Regions from separate parts of the Mus musculus genome. Here region 2 is linked to region 1. A link is a contact called in public promoter capture Hi-C data. All regions are on one chromosome and are shown on one strand. The core of a region is the stretch at or near the end of the contact, and the rest is flanking DNA. Distances in the headings are between cores, read along the strand shown. Region 1 holds the start of B3glct (beta-3-glucosyltransferase). Region 2 has its middle 26 kb from the start of 4930500F04Rik.

What was found. Promoter capture Hi-C pulls out the DNA fragments that hold promoters and counts their contacts.
Region 2: a contact with region 1 is called in a promoter capture Hi-C map of epiblast stem cells, with 2.8 times the contacts expected there. The contact joins the enhancer-like site here to the promoter of B3glct in region 1. A contact is called at or near these places in 6 of 39 promoter capture datasets (the HPC-7 cell line, epiblast stem cells, frontonasal cranial neural crest and 3 more) and 1 of 115 datasets of contacts at active chromatin or transcription factors (forebrain).

The regions. Positions count from the first base shown.
Region 1 is chr5:149,675,645-149,680,077 of GRCm38.p6, reverse strand. It overlaps B3glct (beta-3-glucosyltransferase), which reads right to left and starts at 1,848. Exons shown (of 15, transcript NM_001081204.2): 1 at 1,699-1,848. The coding sequence starts at 1,741.
Region 2 is chr5:149,871,568-149,876,000 of GRCm38.p6, reverse strand. No RefSeq gene overlaps it. Among named protein-coding and RNA genes, the nearest start is that of 4930500F04Rik, 26 kb to the right of the region's middle. Within about 2 kb of position 2,235, at least 12 of the 459 cell types and tissues checked have an H3K27ac peak or open chromatin away from gene starts, as enhancers often do. A contact at or near this core is called in epiblast stem cells and stem cell-derived epiblast-like cells, where this site is marked.

The DNA.
Region 1 (4,433 bases), core at 599-3,098:
AAATTAATCATGTGGGTGAGCAATTAATTACAAGCTAATCTTGCTCAATTTTCTCACACTTAGTGAGCACCAGAAGAAATGCCAGGGGTACACAGAAGCAAAACAAAAAACGTCCTTATTCGGAAAGCATAAATCCAAATCCAAACGAGCTGTCAAGGCTCTCGTGGACTACATCTTTCCCTAAACTGAGCCATTCTGCCATTTCTAAAACTGAAATTCTGCCTTTTCACAGACAAGTCAGGGTTAGGGAAAAGTATTAGGACAAGCTGCAAAGAGTCTTTTTTTTTTTTTTTTTTAACCCACGCTTTCAAACTTGAACAAATATCATAAAGAGTCATTCGCAATGACTTTATAACTTTTTTTCCACATCATCTTAGCTGAAAGGGGGAGGAAACGGCCTCCAGAAAACGGGAAGAAAGGAACAGGCAACTGGACTGCCTGGGACCAGTTCTCTGATTTTCCCGGAGGCCTCAAGGTTCCGCGGGGCACCCCGGTCCTCCCTCCCCTCCTTGCCCAACTGCATTAGGAGGAAGGCAGGCCAAGTTTGTAGGTTCCTAGGGAGTGGTACACAAAGAGAGGAGGTCTCTGGGAAATTGCAGGAGCTGAGGGTACAGGGTGGGGGTGACGCAAGGGATACGGGGAGGGGGGCGCGCCTTGGGGCGTGCTAATGGCTGTATCAGGGTTCTGTAAAGCTGGGTAGGGTCTCAAGGAACACACGATGGGATGCATGGAGTATTTAAGGCAAAACGGTGTGTGCTTGACTGGGGCGATGGGCGGGGGTGGGGGTGGGGTGTAGATAGTGGGACACCGGTCATGCACAGCAGGAGATCCAGGGTACATACGGAGGAGTGGGAAAAGGGGTGCCCATGGCCGAGTGCAGGTTGTCCACAACAGGAGGTACAGGGTGCACAGGGCGGAACACGGGGGATGCACAAGGTAGAGAGCGGGGTGCACACAGTGGGATGCGGGGTATGCACGGTGAGGTGGGATACGGTATTCAAGGTCGGGAGGGGTGAAACTTGGGATATGCACCTCCAGGCACTGGGAATGCACATGGAGGATCGAGGGGTGTGCACAAGGTGGGGCGCGGGGATGCACATCTAGGGGTATGGGATGCACAACTATGGGACCCATGAGTGCACAGCTGTGGGACACAGGGGCACACGGTAGAGAGCAGGGGGTGTACGGCCGGGCACGGAGTAAGCACAAGCAGAGGGTGCACACGGTGGGGCGCACGGAGTGTACACAGTGGGGCGCAGAGTGCACACGGCGGGCCGTGGCATGAATGCCGTGGGGCGTAGGATAGCTACGGTGGAGTGCGGAGTGCACACCGCGGAGCGCGGCAAGCATTCGGCGGGGCGCTGGGGGCGCACAGGGCGGGGTGCTCATAGTGGGGCGCGAGGTGTGCACCGCAGGGCGCACGGGCGGCGCGCAGGGGCGGGAAAGGCGCGGCCTCTTGTAAAGTTTCTAGCAGTTGCGCGGCTCTGGCTCCCGACCCGGCCGCGCCCTCCCCACCAGCCCGCGTGCCCCGGCGGAAGGAGGCGGAGATGGAGAGGGCGCGGGCCGAGGGTGGCGCCACTAGAGGGCGCTGCGGCCGGGACGGGGCGGGACGGGGCGGGCGGCAGCCGGAACCGCGCGGGGGTGGCCAGCAGCCCCGGGACTCCCTCCCCGCGCCCGCCCGGGCCGCTCGCTACTTACCCGCGGAGCAGCTGAACAGCGCCAGCAGCGCGGGAGGCCGCATCCCGGAGGCAGAGGCTCCGCGCCCTTCCCGGAGCCGAGCTGCGCGGACGCCCTGCGCGCCTGACCCTTCTCGCGCTCCCCTCCTCCTTCCCGGCGCCGCGCCGGCTCGGGCTGCGCCCTCTGGCGGCCGGGATCGGGAGCGCCCCGGTGTACGCTCGCAACCGGCGCGGTTGTAGGTGGTCCTGCTGCCCAGCTGGACCGCGCCCTCCTCTGGGCATCTGACCTCAGAGCTTCTTTTCTGACCCTCTGACAAACTCTGCCGTCATGCCCTTCGCTTCCCAGAACTTCTTTCCCCATCCCTAGCAGTAGATCACCCTTACTGTCCTCAAAGTGAAGGAAGAAGGATCGTTTTTTTCTTCCCTGCTAATGGACTATCTTCAGTTTTTATAAAAAGCAAAATCGATAATTCAACTCTTAATATTGTTGGCACCGATGTTCTACTTTGATGAAGGTGTTTTTAATCAGCTCAACTAATTTACTTAATATCCTCTTCTTAAATGGAATTTGATTAATAGCTTTGGCCCGGAGTTTTGCTCTTAATAGATGTTGGTGTAAAGCTAAATTTTTATTAATGTTATTTTGAGTGTTCACTGTGATGGAAGAGAGAGGGTATTCAAGATACTTGATGAAAATGAATCAATTAAGAACACAGAGAAGAGTGAGGTGGAAAAGTCACATAAGCAGAGTTCCTTCCAGCACAGAATCCTGAAGGGTCTCCCTCCCACCCTGGAAGAGTTCCACCTGAGGACCTTACAGTTACATTGTAGTGAACCAAAGAGGGAAACAATTACAGGGAAGAATTAGAGGGACCCTTCCCAGAAACACAGTTTCTCCTGCATCTCCAAGGATGTAAAAAAGACTGACTGAGCAACCCTGGCTTGTGTTTAGATGATGCGAGGCTAGAGGGCAGCTAGAGTTGCCTTTCAGCCACTGTGGTCACAGGACAAATGACTCACCGAACATCTCCCCCAACCACAGGTAGTAAAACTCTAGGGCAAGCCTGCTCATAAAGACTTTGGCAGTCATATTTCTTAGTTTCTGTGTGTTTCTTGTTGACTGGTGCCAGTCTCTTGACTGATGAAGACCAGCGCTACAGTTTTTCCAAATTCTTGGTTGGCTGCTTTAACTCCTTGGGCTTTCTTGGGAAGTTCTAAAGCTGATAGACAGTTTCCCATTGCTAAAGTTTTCTAGCATTCTCCTAGGAAATATTCCTTCCCTTTGTTAGACACCGTACCTATAAACAAGATGTAAATAGAGAGAAAAATCTAGTAGCCAAGTAACACAACTGAGGACCCTACTTTGGTAGCAAACAACTTTGAGGGCTTAGTGGATCAGACTTTTCATTGAAATTATCCTGGAAGGATGGAGAGGTGACTCAGTGATTAAGACCATGTACTACTCTCCTGGAGGGCCTGAGTTCCATTCCTACATCCACATTTGTTGGCTTATGACTGCCAGTAACTCAAACTCCAGAGTGGCCGATCCGATGATCCATCTGATGCCTCTGGCTTCTGCAGATACTGGCATCTCACGCACAGGCCTACACATAGGGTTACACATCTGCACATAAGTAAAAGTCAATCAAATACAAATTTTTAATTGAAATTTTCATCATGATCCAACATGACTGTATTCCAGGAGGAGTGTAGGAGATTGGACGGTAAGGGCGAGAGCCCATCCTTTAAGTAATAAACTTGCCTGTCTTCAGCATCTTCACAGAGGACAATGACAAATGACACATCACACAGCTCCATGACTCAAGTTTGAGGAAAGGACTGCCTTTCTGTGATTCTGGCCATATGATAAATAGACTCCCTGGGCGTCCTCCCCCATCACTAGGAGAAAAAGCTCTCAAAGCCAACCTGCTCGAAGTGGTACTGACAGACACACAATGAGGCTTGCCTGTGACACCCACTGTGAGGGGACAGTTTCCCACAGGAGAAAAATAAATCTCAGTTACTCCAAGAGAGTAACATGAGGAACAGCGGGCCATAGCTCCATTCCCATGGGATCCTCACCTCTTCATCTGAGTCGTCACCACCGTGCTAGTTTCTAGGACTGTCCAACTTTCCTTGTTTAAGGATAGGGTGAGAAGCCCCAGCTAGTACAAGCTATCTCCTGTCAAGAACCTCACAGAGAAAAAGATCAGACAGGCTGGTGGTTTTTAAAATTATTAAAATGTAAGTAACTTAAAGCAATCTGTACAACTACCCAAGGAAAACAACATAAGTACATATCCATACAGTCATTGGTAGCCAACCGTCTAATTAGCAACTTCTTTATGAATAGATGGTTTGTGATCTGAGGACAACAGCAGGCTCAAATGATCACGTACTGTTGGCTGACGGGCCTTGTGCAAGGCTGTGAGCCATATACGTGGCACTGAGCCCAAGAATTCCCTAGTCCAGTTAGAGAGACAGAAGAATGTCCATAACCTGCTGTGTAGTCGATGCTTTAGCACAGGCACACGAAAGGAACACTCTGGAGACATACAGCAATGTATGACACCTATCAAACCCTTTGGGGTTGATCATAAAACATAGAAATGACTTTTGTGTAACTTCTTCAGGGAGAAAGAGCAAGTGTCTGGGCTGAGAGAATGGGAAGGTCCAGCCCCAACAGAGATATACCATGCATGTGGTCCAGTCCACGTAAAGATATGGCATATGGCAGATCTATCAAAGGCTGTATGA
Region 2 (4,433 bases), core at 986-3,485, 200 kb before region 1:
CCCAGTGAAATCCAACACTAAATCTACCACAACCTCAGGCTTTTCCACTTGGCCTCCTTGTTACCAGATATCACGACTCTGAGACTTAATTATATATTAATAAGTATTTAGGCCATAAGCTTTGGCTTGTTCCCCAACTAGCTCATTACCATGTAACCTACTTACACTATTCAATGTCTTCCACGTGGTTAGTTACCTCTCCTCAGGCTTATGTATCTCCTCAGAGTTCCAGGGTGAATCTCCTGCACCTGACTCTTTCCCAGAATCCTCTCTTTCTCCCTCTCTCTCTGCTGGATGTCCCACCTCCTATTTCCTGCCTCAGCTCATTGGTCATAGGCTTTTTATTGACAAGTGATGGTTCCAATACAGCAATGAGATTCTCTCTAGAGTCTACCATTTCTGCAGTGAATGAGAGGATAATCTCTTACCAGAAACAATGCCACCATGTGTGCAGCCAACTATATGTCTGCATCAATGGTAGGGCAGAACAATCTGTCTTCATCTTGCTCACTGGCTGTCTTCTCAGACATTCACATACTCTCAGATGGGTTTTCATGGGTTCCAAAGGCATGGGGACTTTGACACAGTGATAACTGTCTTAGTCAGGGTTTCTCTTCCTGCCGAAAACATCATGACCAAAAAGCAAGTTGGGGAAGAAAGGGTTTATTCAGCTTACACTTCCACATTGCTGTTCATCACCAAAGGAAGTCAGGACTGGAACTCAGGCAGGTCAGGAAGCAGGAGCTGATGCAGAGGACATGGAGGGATGCTCTTTCCTGGCTTGCTTCCCCTGGCGTACTCAGCTTGCTTTTTTATAGAACCTAAGACTACCAGCCCAGGGATGGTACCACCCACAAGGGGCCCTCCCCCCTTGATCACTAATTTAGAAAAATGCCTTACAGCTGGATCTCATGGAGGCATTTCCTCAAGGGGGGTTCTTTTCTCTGTGATAACTCCAGCCTGTGTCAAGTTGATACATTAAACCAGCCAGTACTGAAACTAATCGTTTTTCTTAATAGTTTGTGCCACATACTGAGCTGAGTCTCTTAGTTATGTCTTAGCTACTATTCTATTGCTATGAAGAAACATCATGAGCAAGGAAAGCTTTATAAATGATTTAATTGGGGGATTGCTTCCATTTCAGAGGGTGAGTTTATGACCATCACTGTGGGAGGTGCGATGCATACAGTCAGGCGTGGTGTTGGAGTGACTCACATACAGACACACAAACATATGGAATTAAAAATAATGAAACTAAATTTCAAATACCTTCTCTTAATGAACTACAATTTTGCCTCAAACAACAAGCCCACAGTAGGTGGTACGTTGGTATGACCTTTTCTTTTTCTTTTTCTTAAAGATTTTATTTATTTGTCATATATATAAATATAATGATGAGCACACTGTTGCTGTCTTCAGATACACCAGAAGAGGGCACCGAATCCCATTACAGATGGTTGTGAGCCACCATGTGGTTGTTGGAGGAATTTGAACTCAGGACCTCTAGAAGAGCAATCAGTGCTCTTAACCACTGAGCCATCTCTCCAGCTCTGGTACAATTTTTCAAATGGGAAAACAGACTGGAAATTTTGCTTTGCTCTACTAGGATCAGCCACACTTCCTGCTTTTATGCAGCACTGGTGTCTGCATTATAGCTATTTGAAGAGTTACTCCCTGATGGCAAAGAGCAGTAGGTGGCAATGTTATCCCTTCCTTCTATCTATCTCGCAGGGACAGTCACACAGAACTCAGAGATGACCTGTCTGTATCATGAAGTCTGTGAAACTGTGCCAGGATGGAACAGTAGTTGTCATAGGTTAGCACAGAACTCTGACCATCTCTTGGCTCTCCTGTTGGACTCTGGGGTCAGATAAATGATCCAAAGCAAGAGTAAGATTCCATGGACCAGAAGTGGGATGGACGTGCTAAACAGTGAGCCAGCTGTGGCAAAGTCACAGGAGGCCTGAAAGCAGGCAGGGATCTGAAGATAAAAATCTGGGAGAGGCTGTGACTTAGAACTCTCCTTACAGGGCAGGCTGCAGGATCCTGAGTTGAAGGCAGAGGTGAGGAGGGGCTCCTTTGAGTCCAGAAAAGAAAACAAAGCAACACAACAGGTGTCTTCCTCGTGCTGAGTACAGAATGAAACTGCCCAGAGTCGTCTCAGCGGGAGCTGTCTCCCTCTCACAGTGAAGCAGGCAGCTGACAGGGTTCCCAGAATCTCTCTCACTCATAGAAGTGAGAAGCACCAGGAGAAGCAGATCTGCGGTTCTAGATGGCGTACCAGTCACCTCTGTTAGCGTTCTGTCTAAACTCCGCCCCCCAGTTACCTGGCAACAGCCAGGTATGCTCCGCCCCACAGTTACCTGGCAATAGCCAGGTATGCTCCGCCCCCCAGTTACCTGGCAACAGCCAGGTAGGCCTGACCCACTATAAAAGGGGCTGCTTGCCCCCTCCTCCCTCTTTTGTCTCTCTTGCTCTCTTGTTTCTTTCTTGCCCTCTTGGGCTCTTCCCTTCCCTCTCCCTTCCTCATTTCCTTCTCCCTCTCTCCATGTGTTCCTGGACGGCCTCCACTTACCTACTCTCCCTCTCTGCCTTTCGCTGCCTCTACAACCTTCTCAACTCCCCTCCCAATGCCCTGAATAAACTCTATTCTATACTATACTATACTATACTATACTATACTATACTATACTATACCGTTGTGTGGCTGGTCCCTCAGGGGGAAGGGATGCCTTGGCATGGGCCTGCGGAGGCACCCCCTTCCCCTATACCTCACCACACCCCTCCATAGAACATATTCCTTCTCTCTCTATCTTTTTATAAACACATCAACCTCCCCAAATCAGATTCCAAGAGACAGCTGACAAAACAGCCTATTAAAACAGGAAGTCACTGAAGAGTGAATTTTGTAGATTATATTTTGCCAAAAGCTTAAAGTGGGAGAAAAGTACTAGAAAAAAAATGAATCATAACTTCTTACTAGAGAAAAATATTCTATAAAGCAGAAACGAGAAGAAATGAAATGTGTACAAGTGACTAGGAAAGAGAGCCAACTTCAAGTATGGAACAAAAACTGGAGTTCTCAATGTATTTATTTATTTACTTTAATCGGGTTTTTTTTGTTTGTTTGTTTTTTGTTTGTTTTGTTTTGTTTTTGAGAAAAACCATGTAGCCCCGGCTATTCCAGAATTCACTATGTAGACAAGCTTGGCCAAGACCTCATAAAGATCCACCTGCCTGTGCCTCCAGAGTGCTGGGACTAAAGGCGTGTGCTACCACTGCTCTGTTGAGTTTTGAACATTTTAAAAATTAGACTAGATCATCTTCAAACGTGGCAGAGCTGAAGGAAGCTGGGTGATTTGGGAAAGAGAGCAGAGGATAAGCCCTGTTCATTTCAGTTCCGTTCATACTAGAAATAAAACACCTAGCAGGTAAGGCCTTCTCTGTAGTAAAAAAAAAAAAAGTATTTAAAAAATCCTGGCACAGGGTTTCTTCCTACCTTAGACCATATTTGCTCCCAGATGAAAGACATACATTGATGTATTTATAAAATGATAAAGAGGGGGGGGTATGTTTTATGGAGGTGTGGTGAGGTACTGGAGGAGGGCGTGCCTCGGCAGGCCCATGCTGAGGCATCCCTTCCCCATGAGGGACCAGCCACACATAGTATAGTATAGAATAGAGTTTATTCAGGGCATGGGGAGGAGAGTTAAGAGGGCAGTAGAGGCAGAGAGAGAGAGTAGAGAACTAGATGAGTAGAGGCTGGTCATGAACACATGGAGAAAGAGGGGGGAAGGGAATGGCAGGGGTGGGGGAAGGAAAGCAAGAGAGAGCAAGAGAGTGAGGAGGGGGCAAGCAGCCCCTTTTATAGTGAGTGGGTCAGGCCTACCTGGCTGTTGCCAGGTAACTGTGGGGGGAGCTTAGACAGAATGCTAGCATATATAGCCTTGTATTTTTTACTATGCAGCACAATAGCTGGTCAATTGCCTCTACACACACACACACACACACACACACACACACACACGCTGTTAGAATCTATTTTCTTACCAATAAGTTATCACTAACTATCTTTTATGTTCCATCTGGGCTGCTCTTAGCTCCCAGCTTCTCCTTATTCCTCCTGCCTTTCTTCCATGGCAGCTTGATTCTTCTCTCTCCTCCTCCCTGCTCCCTCCTCCAAGCCCAGCAAAACTCAACCGGTCTATTTCTCTTCTCTCCAGCCATTGACTGCTGACATCTTTATTTGCCAATCACCAACAACCGAGGACAGGGTCAGATGTCTTATGCTCAGACTCCCTCATTGGGGCAAACAGTCTTAGGGGCCCCAGATTAGCATTAGAATACACACAGCATTAAGCCAATCTGTTACACTTCTCCTCAAGGGAAGTTCTACTGTCTGTCACCTTAGGTCTGACTGAGTGCTCAGGCCC